Regions from separate parts of the Gasterosteus aculeatus genome. Here region 2 is linked to region 1. The links are chromatin contacts, called in public Hi-C maps. All regions are on one chromosome and are shown on one strand. The core of a region is the stretch at or near the end of the contact, and the rest is flanking DNA. Distances in the headings are between cores, read along the strand shown. Region 1 holds the start of bcl2l16 (BCL2 like 16). Region 2 overlaps fkbp15b (FKBP prolyl isomerase family member 15b).

The links. Hi-C and Micro-C count contacts between places; a contact is called where the count stands out from the background.
Region 2: a Hi-C map of skeletal muscle shows a contact between it and region 1, with 1.9 times the contacts expected there. The contact joins the enhancer-like site here to the promoter of bcl2l16 in region 1. A contact is called at or near these places in 2 of 6 Hi-C or Micro-C datasets (skeletal muscle and whole body).

Annotation. Positions count from the first base shown.
Region 1 is chr13:2,168,619-2,174,923 of fGasAcu3.hap1.1, reverse strand. bcl2l16 (BCL2 like 16) reads left to right here and starts at 3,554. Exons shown (of 3, transcript XM_040195532.2): 1 at 3,554-4,018; 2 at 4,174-4,696; 3 at 5,513-5,707. The coding sequence starts at 3,879. The coding sequence ends at 5,641. It overlaps tubb2b (tubulin, beta 2b), which reads right to left. Exons shown (of 4, transcript XM_040195531.2): 4 at 6,091-6,305. The coding sequence ends at 6,268.
Region 2 is chr13:2,225,359-2,231,663 of fGasAcu3.hap1.1, reverse strand. fkbp15b (FKBP prolyl isomerase family member 15b) reads left to right here. Exons shown (of 29, transcript XM_040195907.2): 27 at 940-1,622; 28 at 2,902-3,013; 29 at 3,100-3,500. The coding sequence ends at 3,180. Among protein-coding and RNA genes, the nearest start is that of ccn1l2, 8.0 kb to the right of the region's middle. Within about 2 kb of position 2,968, at least 1 of the 9 cell types and tissues checked has open chromatin away from gene starts, as enhancers often do.

The sequences.
Region 1 (6,305 bases), core at 2,305-4,804:
CCTCCTTGCGTCCTTGCGTGTGTCGAGCCATTTTTCTAGGCTTGCGGCGCTTTCGACGCCAACCATCCCGCAGCGCACAAGGCTGCGATTGGTCTGCTAACTACGTCCTTTACAGAGTCTCACATTTCCGCTTTCATAGCCCGATACCGCCATTACTAAAACGAAGAATGTTCATGAGAGAACGGATCAGATTTAAGAACTTTTGTCGGAAGAAATGCGTAAATATGACCACTTCTACAAGCCGTCATTGGCGGGTTGTAGAAGCGGGTTGGATTCACGGAGGGAGATCGCCGCAAACGCCTGTTTGCCGGTCGTGAGGTGCACAAAGTTGTGGAGGAAAATACGGGACAAATGTGTCCGCGATGAAAAGCAGCAGTGGCGATGCACGGGGCAATAAAGTCTATGATACATAAATAAACAAATAAATAAATAGACGTGACTCTCTAGGTCGTCTTCAACAAAAACACGTTACTCCACCTGTTGTTCTGGAGGTGAATCGCTCTGCAACACACGCAAGACTTTTAGAACCATGAATTGTGTCGATGCAGACGCAGAAGGATGCACCAGCCTTTACACGTTGTTCCATTGAGCAGAACAAGGCCTTGCTGTCCTATAGTTGAATTTGCTCCATAGCGGATGCACACCTCATTTCCCTTATCATTGAGACTCTCCCATTTCCATTGGGCTATGAGGCCTGGAGGGGTTGGAATGCTTGGGATTAAATTATTACAAATACTTGTGTTCGGACTAAAAGCAGTCATGAAAATAACATTTTAATAATGAACTATTGTGTTGATTAGAAGGAGGGTGTGTGACCCATGATAAAAGGCCCCCTTGTAAAGCCCTGAACCTAGGTTAAAGGGTTGATAAATTATTGTTAGGAGAGACTTTGAAACTAAGGATAAGCATAAATATGCATAGCACAGGCAAGTCTTTGGAGCTTGGACTACATCATTCCGTAGGATATACCAGGGTTTGGGATACCGAAATCAGATAAGACATATTCCCCCTTGGAGTCCAGACACTGGGGGTGGTGCAGAATACGTTTGCTGCAATAGGGGCGTCAACCTGCGAAATGCACAGATCGTTCATTGAAATGAGTAGCCGCTCAAAGCTCTTTAACACTACATGACATTCACCCATTTACACACTGATGGGAGGAGCTACCTTACACAGCGCCACCTGTCCATCCGGACTATGTAACCATTTACACATATTCATTCCTGCAGGAAAAGCCTACTTGCTATGTGTCCCTAACCCTACCCCCCACCCCCCCCCCCCCCCCACCCCCTCCCCCTCCTTGTGACTGAATAACAGCAAGGTACAAAGTCACAAGGTACCGCAGGTTAGTGAAAAGGAGGAGGTGCATAGAAGGCTACTGGTGAGAAAATGAGTAAAGATTGTGATTATTCGTAAGTGCTATGTGCTTTTAAAGGGATCAGGATAGTTGCTCACTAAACTAATTAATTGCCCTTCAGAGCATTGTTTGCTCTGGGAAATGATGAAGCTGCCATGGGGGTCACCGGTTAATAAGGTCATGACGTTGCCTCAATGATTCCTACGTTTCCAGCCATTCTTCAAGGGAAAGCTTATTCAGTCACTCAGCTTTTTGTAGACATTCATGGTTCACTTATGTAGTTCTCCCAAATAATCCTACAAGTCATAATTCTAATTACGACATTTTCTAACGTAATAATTCCAATCCTTTCGTTACGACTAAATCACTTCTCAGTTGTACTTTGTGGTTAGTAAAATTCAGCGTTAGCATGCTGACATACCGAACTGAGAACACAATGATAGCCCAACATCACAATATTGAACGTAATATTGTATTGTTCTGAACAGAAGTAAGACGGTGGTGTGGTCAGTGAGCAATGTCGCCTCACACCAAGAAGGTCTTAGGTTCGATGTGTGGATTCTCTCTGGGTAGAAGGAAGAAGGCATCCATTCTATAACTTCAACCCTTTCAACTGAAGGTTCTTCATTCTAAGCTAGTTTTCAAGGCGCAGCATAATTCACAGTAAAATCATGAAAATCAACCATGTATTACATCCTGTTGCCTGTTAATCTTGCACCTTGCTCTGCAATGCAACCATCTACATATCAAGAAGCTCTTATACAGGAGACAGGAAGCCCCCCGTTTGCAGATGTTGCCACATGAACATGTGAGAGGCCTGATAGGAGCCTCTATCAACATGTCACTTCCCCTGCTCCATGGCTCAGCAGTGACACAAAAGTAGCGCTTTGACACTAACACACACACTGGCACACTCAGAAGTGTGTGTGTGTGCAGGGGGTGGGTAGGGTTCTTTCTGGGTGGTTAGCCTTATCTTCCCTCCCATGCACAGTTCACAATGTATGCTGCGCCAGATGTCCAGAGAACACAGAGCTGTTAATGATACCACTTGATCATGCTTATAAATCCGTATTTACACCGTACATATATGCCACACGCGGAGCATCGGAGTGATCCCTGTTTGACGCATGAAGCCATTCCATAAAAGAAGAGTAAACACTCAAAGGACACTGGAGCTTTGTTCATGAGTGCCTGAGTATTATTCCACGGGGGAGATCTCACAGTCAACATCCATACTTCATCAAAACATTCACTTGAATCTAAGACTGTCTGGATCTATATGCATTTCTTAATGTATAGAGAGGTAAGACTACTGATGAGGATGTAAACAAGTGGATATGAGTTCAAATTCCAGGCAGAGCAATCAGACTCCAAGATACACAGCGCGAGTGTGTCTCCAGTTATACATGACTGCTCCCATGTGGTGAAATACTGGTTTGCCTGCACATTTAAAGGACCGAATGAGTAAAAAGGAAATGTATTGTTTCACTCAGGTGTCTTCTTGGGGTTAGGTTTGGGTTTGACGCTTCATATCCTCAGAGGGTAAAGCCCTCTGAGGCAAATCTGTAATTTGTGATTATGGGCTATACAAAATAAAATGAATTGAATTGAATATCTGTTTCTAACTTCCTGCACTTCACACAAGGAGGCAATTAGGTTTTGTTCGTAGCACTGGAATAATTAAAAGTGGTGTTTTATGAACACAACTGAGGGAAAGCACTGTGTGTAAGTAAAAAAAAAAAAGGGAGAGACTACACTTTAGTTGCAGCGTCCAGGTGACGCAACGGGGCAGATGGGTCTCCCAGAGTTCCCCAGTGGGAACAGATGCTTTCCATTTTCTAGTAGAAAGACCACAAATGCGTCCCGAGATATTGGGAGCACAATATGAGTCATGAGAATATTAAATTCCTGCAAACCTGACAGTAAATAACCATCCAAAGCATGCATTTAAGCATGTATGTGTGTGATGTGGTAGTTATTGTTACTGTTATTATTTCAGGTCGGGCTATTAAAAGAAGTAATTGCCGTAGAAAGCAGGCAATGCTTTGTGTCCCGTGACCCCTAAAATTGTATTCTTTTTATTTTTCATAATCTCCAATATTTCATATTGCTGTTTGTAGTTTCCACTAATAAAAATAGGAAGAAAAAATAAGAATAAGAAGAAAATAATATCGGAAGAAACTACAGATCCAGAATGCTTTTTATAATATGTTGTTTAAAAGACTCCGTGAAATTATTGCAGGTGCTAAAGGCAAAATAATCACGTTTCCAGCTCACAATTGCTAGATCAGATTAGAAACGCGTTGTCAATCGAAGGCAGAAACAGCCAACGGATTAAATTCAACACAAAGGAAGAGGTTAGAGTGGGAGGAATGACAGAGTCACATTGTGTGCTTTGGGATGTACACAACGTTACTACCTCACAGAAGGCTGGAAACAATCAACATCATCCGTGGCCTTGGAATCGAATGAAGCTAACCTGTGCCCCAGTCTGCCCTTCCTCTTGTGTGTCAGGGCGGCCATGATCGTGCATACAAGGTTGGCGATTAGTGTCAGTTTCCAACAAGGCTCTATATTTAGCAGGGAACTTGCTGTCGAGTGTGACCGCAGCACATACAGACACAGCCACCTTCTCTTTTACCCGTGTGTGTTGAGGACGAGGTGAGTTATGAATGATTCCTCCTCGGAACGGTGCAAGTGTGTATGCATGTTTCCTCTTCTCCATTGTGTGCTGTTTAGAGCGTGAGAGGCCCATGTGACTGAGAGAAGGCTTGTGCTGCTGGCTGATGGTGCTCTTATCTGCGTTCTACTGACAGTCCCTCTTGGTGGCCAGTGAAGCGGCAGTTGGAAGCGACTATGTGTCAGTCGGAGGAGCTGGGGACCAAACTGGGCCTCAACAGTCCCGACCTGCTGGTGAGGGAGGCTTTTCTGATGGCCCACGACTACATAGACTATGTAACCTCAGGGGGGGCAGATGGCTCCATGGCTCCTGCCCCAACAGCCTGCACCGCAGCCCTGCGCCATGCCGGGGACGAGCTTCTCACCCGCTTCCCCATCTTCTTCAGGCGGTGGCCGCGCGTCTTCCGGGACGTGACGGAGAACACGGCCTGCCCCATGCTCGTGAGCATCCTGGACGAGCACTTCTTTGCCCCCGTCCCTGGGGGACGGCGCCGAGGCCTGGCCTGGAGCGCGGTGTTATCGGTGTATGTGCTGGCTGGCCAGATGGCTCTGCATTGCCATGAGCGAGGCATGGCGGTGGTCCTGCCACAGCTCAAACAGCGTGTGGGGGCCTATGTAGAGAGGGTCATCTGCCCTGAGATACGAGACAAGGGAGGATGGGTAAGACACAAGCTGCTTCTCATTACGTTATGGAGCACCCACATAACTTAGCCCTGAATGCAGCTATTTTAAATAAGGGACTCAAATTCCCTGACCCATCCGGTGAAACAGTGACACCCAGTGATCTTATGGTGGCAGATGTTTAAGTTGCACTTTCATGAATATCAGGGGCATGAGCAAGGCAGATATGCATTTTTTAGTCTATTGCAATGGCTACGGTACACTCAATCTAAACTAAAAACCCATCATCTTTCATCCGAGCCTGATGAAATCCCTGGCTTTAAGGACTATATGTGGTCTGCAAAACATATTTCACACATTCAATCAGATTCAGATACAACTGTTTCACGGGCGGTGTAGTGCTTTTCCGGACTGCATTTGTGATTCCAGTTTGGGAAAATCAGTATTGCCCAGAGTTCCCCCCCATATTCTTTAACTCCATGATGCTCACAGATCCCCTTATTTAGCAGTTTGTAAGGTTGCAAACAGCGACTATTTGTTTCAGCTTCATTTTACTGCCCAGAGTTGAGTAGTAATTTGATCAGGTTATGCCCAGGAACAGGAATAATTTATGGAAATAAAAACAATGTATGAAATTAGAAACACTTTGATAGGCCACATTGAAGCAATTAATGTATTTTCACATTAGATTGAGAACATGTAGGATTAGGTGCAAACAAATGGAAGTGATGCAAAACCATACATTTTCAAATAAAATGCATTTTTAGACTTGCCATTTTGTAAAACATTCCCTCCCCTACATTAGTCTCACTGTATCCCTAATGATCGTAAATTGAGTCTTTTGTGTTGCGACAGAGTGGTTTTGTGTCCCGCTTTGGAGAGACGCAGGGCCTGGAACACCAGGTGAAGAAGGCGTGCTGCTGGACCCTGATGGCTTTTACCACGAGCATCGTCACCTACCTCTTATGGAAAAGAATGGTTTAGCCAGCACTGCCACCTAGAGATCTGCCACAACACCAATGAGCTTATTAAAATGGAAGATTTTATGGACATATTGTGGCCCATATTTTTTGTTCAGTTTACAAAATAGCAACGCTGGTAAACCGCATAATCACCTTCTAATGTAGCTAAACCATTTCAGATAAAATGCCGCAGTATATTATGAACTGCACATGAGGCAATTAAAAGATTACAGAAAAGCCAATGTTCTGCATTACAGAATATACAAGATCACTCGCAACGTCATTTTCAGCTCCAATATTCAGTTTCTTTACTATGAAACTATCATAGGAGCCTTTGTCATGTGTATTGATACGTCCGAGTAGACTTAACTACATGTACCATGTGATGCACACAACAATCCCTCGATCACGGTCCCTCATTCACCAGCGATCATCTTTATGTATGCACGTCATCAAACCAGAAAGGCAGACTTCATATGCAGAAGAATTTTTATTAACATTGAAAGCAGACAGACACAGAAAAGAACTTTTGAACATTACAAATCACTGCAACAAACTAGCAGAACTTTGAATGCAGACAGAATTGAAAACTGGAAAGAACTTTAACATTACACTGCGACGAAAAGCCTGCAGAACTTTGGAAAAGATTTAGGCCAGCTCCTCCTCACCCTCTTCATCAAACTCTC
Region 2 (6,305 bases), core at 1,719-4,218, 57 kb before region 1:
GCCTTCAGTGATGTTCTACACGGTCTTCCCTCCACCTCTAAAAACCACCATTATGATGCCATAAATGAGCTCGTTTGGGTCGCCACACAGTCTTCAGGTTCAGTTTGCCAGCTCTGCATGGCTCTGCTTTGTCTACTATGTATCCAAAGGAGTGCACATGCTGAGGTTGTTGGGTTTCCATTCACTTTAAGCTGCAGGTGCCCACTTTGTTGGTTCTCAAGGACTCTATAACACATAGCGGCTAAAGTGTGGTTCGATAAAAGCTCTAACTGCCCCCAAATCCTGACCTGAGGCTGAAAGCAGGGCACCCAAACCAAAAGCAGTACAATTAGAAGAATAGTCTACCTCGAATTGTGGAATACATATTTGTAGAAAAAAAATATACAAATGAAAAAATAATTTCTTGATGTTTTAGCCAACAGAGAAGGCCTTGATGATTACACTCTGTGATTTTTATAACATAAGTAAAACCCAGTTATAGCTGACCACCCCTGGGTGTAGAACCACAATTATTTTACTGCACCATTTAGATATGTAACCGGTCAAATGATAACAAAAGCCATAATGCAAAGTTCCAGGCTCTTATAGTGATAAGCTGTAACTGCAGGTGTGTTTTTCCACAAACAGGGAATTTAGGAACATAGATCAAGGTCATAATACTCCCCCAAGGGGCTTCCATCAGTGACTTATACATTTCAAAGGAAATTCTCAAGATGATTACAGGCAGGTCAAGTAACTAGCAAACGGAGTAAGAGGTTCACTTTCAAACCAGAGGTACAGTGGTCTCTCCTCAGAGCCCAACTGCAGTATTTGGATGGCAGTAACACTCAGCTACTGTACTCACACACGTCATTGTATTCACTAAGTGGGTGATACTCACCAGTGCCGTTCTTATGCCTTAATGACGTTTCCTTAATCATATGGATATTTGTATTCCAGAATGTAACCCTGCAGCTTCTGGTTGGCACTGACAGAGCTTCACCGAGACAGAGTAAGGACAGCGAGGAAGAAGAAAGTGCTGATGTGAAAGGCAGACAGGAGACTGTACTCAATGTACATATGAATGGTGACAAAGGAGTCAGAGAGGAAAAACACAATGAGGCCGATTCAGTTCCTGTCAGTGAGACCCAGATGGATCAGGAAGGAGCAGCAGAGAAGGAGACGGAGACACTAACTGAGTCAAAGACACAAAGCCAGACGGAAGCATTAGAGGTCACTGAACCGAAGCCGGAAGAGACTGTCGAGTCTGAAGTCCTGCGGGAGACAGCCGAGTCTGAAGTCCTGCGGGAGACAGCCGAGTCTGAAGTCCTGCGGGAGACTGCCGAGTCTGAAGTCCTGCGGGAGACTGCCGAGTCTGAAGTCCTGCGGGAGACTGCCGAGTCTGAAGTCCTGCGGGAGACTGCCGAGTCTGAAGTCCTGCGGGAGACTGCCGAGTCTGAAGTCCTGCGGGAGACTGCCGAGTCTGAAGTCTCTATGGAGGGAAAACCACCTGATGATGGACAGGAAACTGTGTTGGAAATAAATGGAGACCAGGAAGAAGAAATGCATGGGGCTTCCCAGAAAGCCTTTGGACCTCCTACCAACCCTCCTCCACCCCCAAACCGCTCAAGAGAGGACACAAGGTGAGTGCTGCATCAACGGTTTCTGTCCTCATACGCGCTGTCAGTAAAGTCTGATAGAGGCTCAGTTTGACCCAATACTGTGATCATCAGCAGCCGTCTGAGTGTGGTCCATCTCTTAAAGTTCTCTGCCTTTTTGTGGTGGCTTTACTTCCAGCTGGGAGGTTGGATGTTGTTCATTTGGGGGTCTATATTTTTCTGAGTGGGCGAATAGCTGTAGCTTTCAGGGCTACTGGGAAATGGCTAACCTGAGTAGCCGGATGGTTTGGTACATAGAACTGTCTGAGAAGCTGTCATTGGAAACTGTTTGGAAAACGACAGAGAGGGGAGTTGATAAAACATTTGTCAATCGAACATTAACCAAAAGAGTAAAAAGGTATTTTCGATGGCGGAGAGCCTGTGGTGTCATCTTGCTCTTCTTTCAATTAAAAAAAATACTACCCAGTTCCTAAACTACAATACATCCAATAGTGTCGATTGGAATGAGCAGTCGCCACTTTGTGTTGTCTCACTCCTACGCCACGCCCATAGCTACCAGGAGCTCCACACAGGACGCTGGTCCATACACAAATGCATTACTTGAAGCTTGACCAGATGGATTGTGTGTGTGATCAACAGTCAGAAGTAGTAGGTAAGGAAGGAGGGTTATAATGGAAGAGAAGCACTGCCTCGTATTACTCCTTTCCAAATGTCACAATGGACCTGGAGAGTTGTTCCCGCCCCGGCTCCCCAGATGTTGAGGCCCAGGGCTCGACAATAGCTGTTACTTGGTGGCTGTAACTCTGGCTCTAATCCGGTTGTCAATCCGGTTGTCGACATGTCTTTGGGTTAGACACTTAACCCCACTAATCGCGTGTAGCTGTGTCCACAGGGTGTGATAGTGATGGGCAGATGTTCCTGTGTATGGTAGATCCTCCCATCAGTGTGTGGGAACGATACAACAATGTAATATTAAAGAGCTTTGAGTGGTATGAAGACTAGAAGACAGATACACAAGTACAGTCTTATCATTTAACATTTTAAAATGTACAGTCGGAAATGGATTCATTTTCAATATTTTGAAAAGGTCAGATGCGGTCTTATAGGCCTATACAAGTTGATTTGAATCAAGCAGGTTTCCTTCCCCTTCACAACACTTGTAACATGTTGGGCACTAAAGCATGCAGAGGTCCCTGCAGAGTAACCACCCGTCTGGACAGCCGCTTCCTGCTTGCTTCAACCTCATTTTCCTTTTTGTCTTTACCGTATCTTTTCACCACCCCCTTTTGGTCTATTCTCTCAGTCTGACTGGGAGAGTGGGTGAGGAAAATGGAGAGGAGCCATTTTTCCCGATCACAACTCCTGCCAAGCGGCCTGCAGCACCCAGCGAGGAGGAAGAGGAGGAGGATGAGATGGTGAGGAATGATCTCCCCCCTTATCTTGTGCGTAGTTTTCAGCTTAAGTGAAGTGAAGTGAAATCATCTCTTTGGTTTGCATGCAGAGCTTGAAGGGGCGCCCCCCTCCTACCCTTCTCTTTGGTGATGACGATGAGGAGGATAATGATTTGGACTGGCTGAACTAACCTCATACTGTCTGGTGGAGAAGTGAGGGCCAAAGTGAACCTGATTGGACGGAGACAGCGGGCTGAAGAGAGACGCTGCTGCCACAGGGACGAGTCCAGCCTGTAATTCAGATGAATCAAAACAAATATGTTTGATTGACGATAGGCTTTCTGTTGTTCGTGGATGTCAATCCCTGTTTTTACATTGCACTGTAGCGGATCAGTCTGTTGAGTCAGCAGGAATCCTGTTTTAGTTATTAGCTCGCTGCTTTCACAATAGAACTTTGACAGAATTTTGCTAACATGAAATTCCTTCTATCAAATAAATGACATTTAAATTATGGTCTTGGCTTTATTGTTCCCTCGGCCTGTAAAAATAAAGTTTTCTTTTGTCTGCAGTGATTTCAAGAAACCTTTGAAAAATACATCCATGAATAAGGACTATAATTTAAGGGGTTCTTCTCATTATCAAGTTTATCAATTTGTATTAGTTTGTAAAATATATAGTTTTGCGGATGACTGCCAGAGACCAGCAGATGGTGTTCAAGACTAATAAAACTACACTGTTGCCTAGCAACAGAAGAGCCCACCATGAACTGTACAACACGAAGGGAAATCTTCTACTTGGGAAACTTGAAAGAGAAGTCTTTCAAATTTAGTTTCCCCTAACAAGCTGCAAACACGATTCACCAAACCGCATTCCATAAGCTTCCTCTTCTCCAGGTGGCATAGTCACGCAGCGTTAGTGTGACTCTCCTGGTGGGTTAAAAGTCTACATTCGCTGCAGCCAGAGAGCGTTCAGAAAGGACGACCCTCTCTTCAGACCTCATTTGACTCAGGACTGTATTCTCAGATTGTCAGTCACAATTTTAAAAGTCCACTGTACACGTGTTTCTGCATCAATAACACGCAAGAGGCCTCCACGGACCCCTCTGATAGCATCACAAACACCACTCTTTGCTTGATCTAACGTTAGGTATGTATACATCCCATGTGGTCACTTCCTTTGCAAGTCTCAGCTGCTCATAAACTAATGAAACTGAAACTGGATGTCATGCTAAATCTAGTAAAAGGATTTCTGAAGCTTTTAAATGTTCAGGTTGTATTTTAAATTATGTCACTCACTCAAGGATTATCTAAAAGTGTCATTGAGTAGAACATGAGTCAGAACGATTCTCCCACACACACTTCCAGGCTCATAAAGAGATGATCCGTTTTGAAATTTGGAGTTAAAGCACTTCATACAATATCAAACATACCCCGGTGGTTGTGTATTATATGAAGTTTTGCGTTCTGGCCTACAGTAGAAACAAGAGCACCTGCTCCCCATGAAGGTATGAAGGACTATTTGGGCCACAGGTCATCGTCAGATGTGCATGCCGCTGTGTCCTTGGGATGGACAGCCAACAATGTTCCTGCGCTGTGTGAATGGTGACCTGTCCAAAGGGGTTATGGTAGCTCCTCCCATCACTGTGTGAATGATAAACCGCCCTGATGGTTATGGTAGCTCCTCCCATCACTGTGTGAATGATAAACCGCCCTGATGGTTATGGTAGCTCCTCCCATCACTGTGTGAATTATAAACCGCCCTGATGGTTATGGTAGCTCCTCCCATCACTGTGTGAATGATAAACTGCCCTGATGGGTATGATAGCTCCTTCTATCGGTGTGCGAATGGTAACGGTTATGGTAGCTACGTACAACAGTAACAGCATTTATGTAAGACAAATAATATAATATAACATTAACATAAACACAATACCACAAATAATTACAACTTCAACTAACAAAAGAAAACCAGAAACGCTAGTTTTGTTGAATTTTCCATTAAGTATCAGCTGAATGGGCTTTTAAAGAGGGGGGGGGTCTGATTCACCTCCCTGAATGACCTCGTCATTTGCATCATGAAGCGTTCTGTTTGCCCAGGTTGGTTTGGACAGTTCACTTGAAGTAAACATGCCTTTTCACATCAAAGAGCTCTTTGAATCAAAGACCTCGGTCCCCGTTGAATATCAGCACAAACAGTCCTTTTTCATCCCGCAGAATAGTGTCCATGGTGTGTCAGGGCGAGCCGGTGACCTCATCAAGGTCCAGTGTCTTCCCCACACGTACGATCCCTTCTGTGCTGTGACCTCGTTTCCATTTACTGTATATTGCAGTATATTCAGTGTTTGTGTCCCAGCGGCTAGAACCTTTTCTGTTTACAGCCTTGCTGTGACAACATTTGCCCTGGTGAATCACAGGCGGTGCAGTGTGTAGCAGTGTGTAGCAGTGTGTAGCCGTGTGTAGCGGTGCCACCCCAGCCTTTACACCAACAGGACACTCTCTGTCAGCTGGATACACTGCCAGCACCCACACTAAAGTACCTTTGAAATACCAGTTTGTTTATTCTTCTGTACTAAATATGTTCAAAAGGCCTCAGAATGACTGAAGAGACGTTCGTGTCCATAAATCACCATCAGCTCCTTCCTGCTGTGTTTTCTATTGTATTCTCATACAAATATACCGTCATGCTTCTGTATCTCATAATATTTTTGTTCTGTTGTTCTGTTGTTCTGTTTCTTCATTTCCATGTTCCAAGTTGTTAAAGAGGGTGACTCCACCTAATGGCCATATTGTTATTTGTAAATCTCAGATGATCTCAGTTTGAGGCCTTCAGTCACTAGTTTAAAAACATGGCGCCATAGATTGTCTTCTATTCTGCTTAAATTCTCACACACAAATTAAAAAATATCCTACTCAACTTAAAAGAGAGCTTTTAGTGTTGGTCAGCTATCCATTGTGGTCTGGGTAGTGTGGGATACATTCTTCTCAATTCTTGAATATAAGAAACAATTCTTGTTTCAGGGATGAGAAACACTGGGACTGGACACAATCGTTTGTTTGCTATAACGCCACAGGGCAGCTTCTCTGAGGACAGGATGTGTCCATCAGTAGCTGCAGCACACCTGCTCATGCCAGGTTATTGGTGCTCTGTGCTCCCTGCTGTCATCACTCCTATTAGCTGCTGGGGAGGAATGTGTGGCCCACAGCTTCCCTCTGTCTGCTGCCTGGGCAGCCGCCAGCTCGCATCATGGTGGCTGCAGGACGGTCGCACCTGCAGCCGCCACCCGCAGGACCAGCCCACTCCATGCAAACAGCTGGAG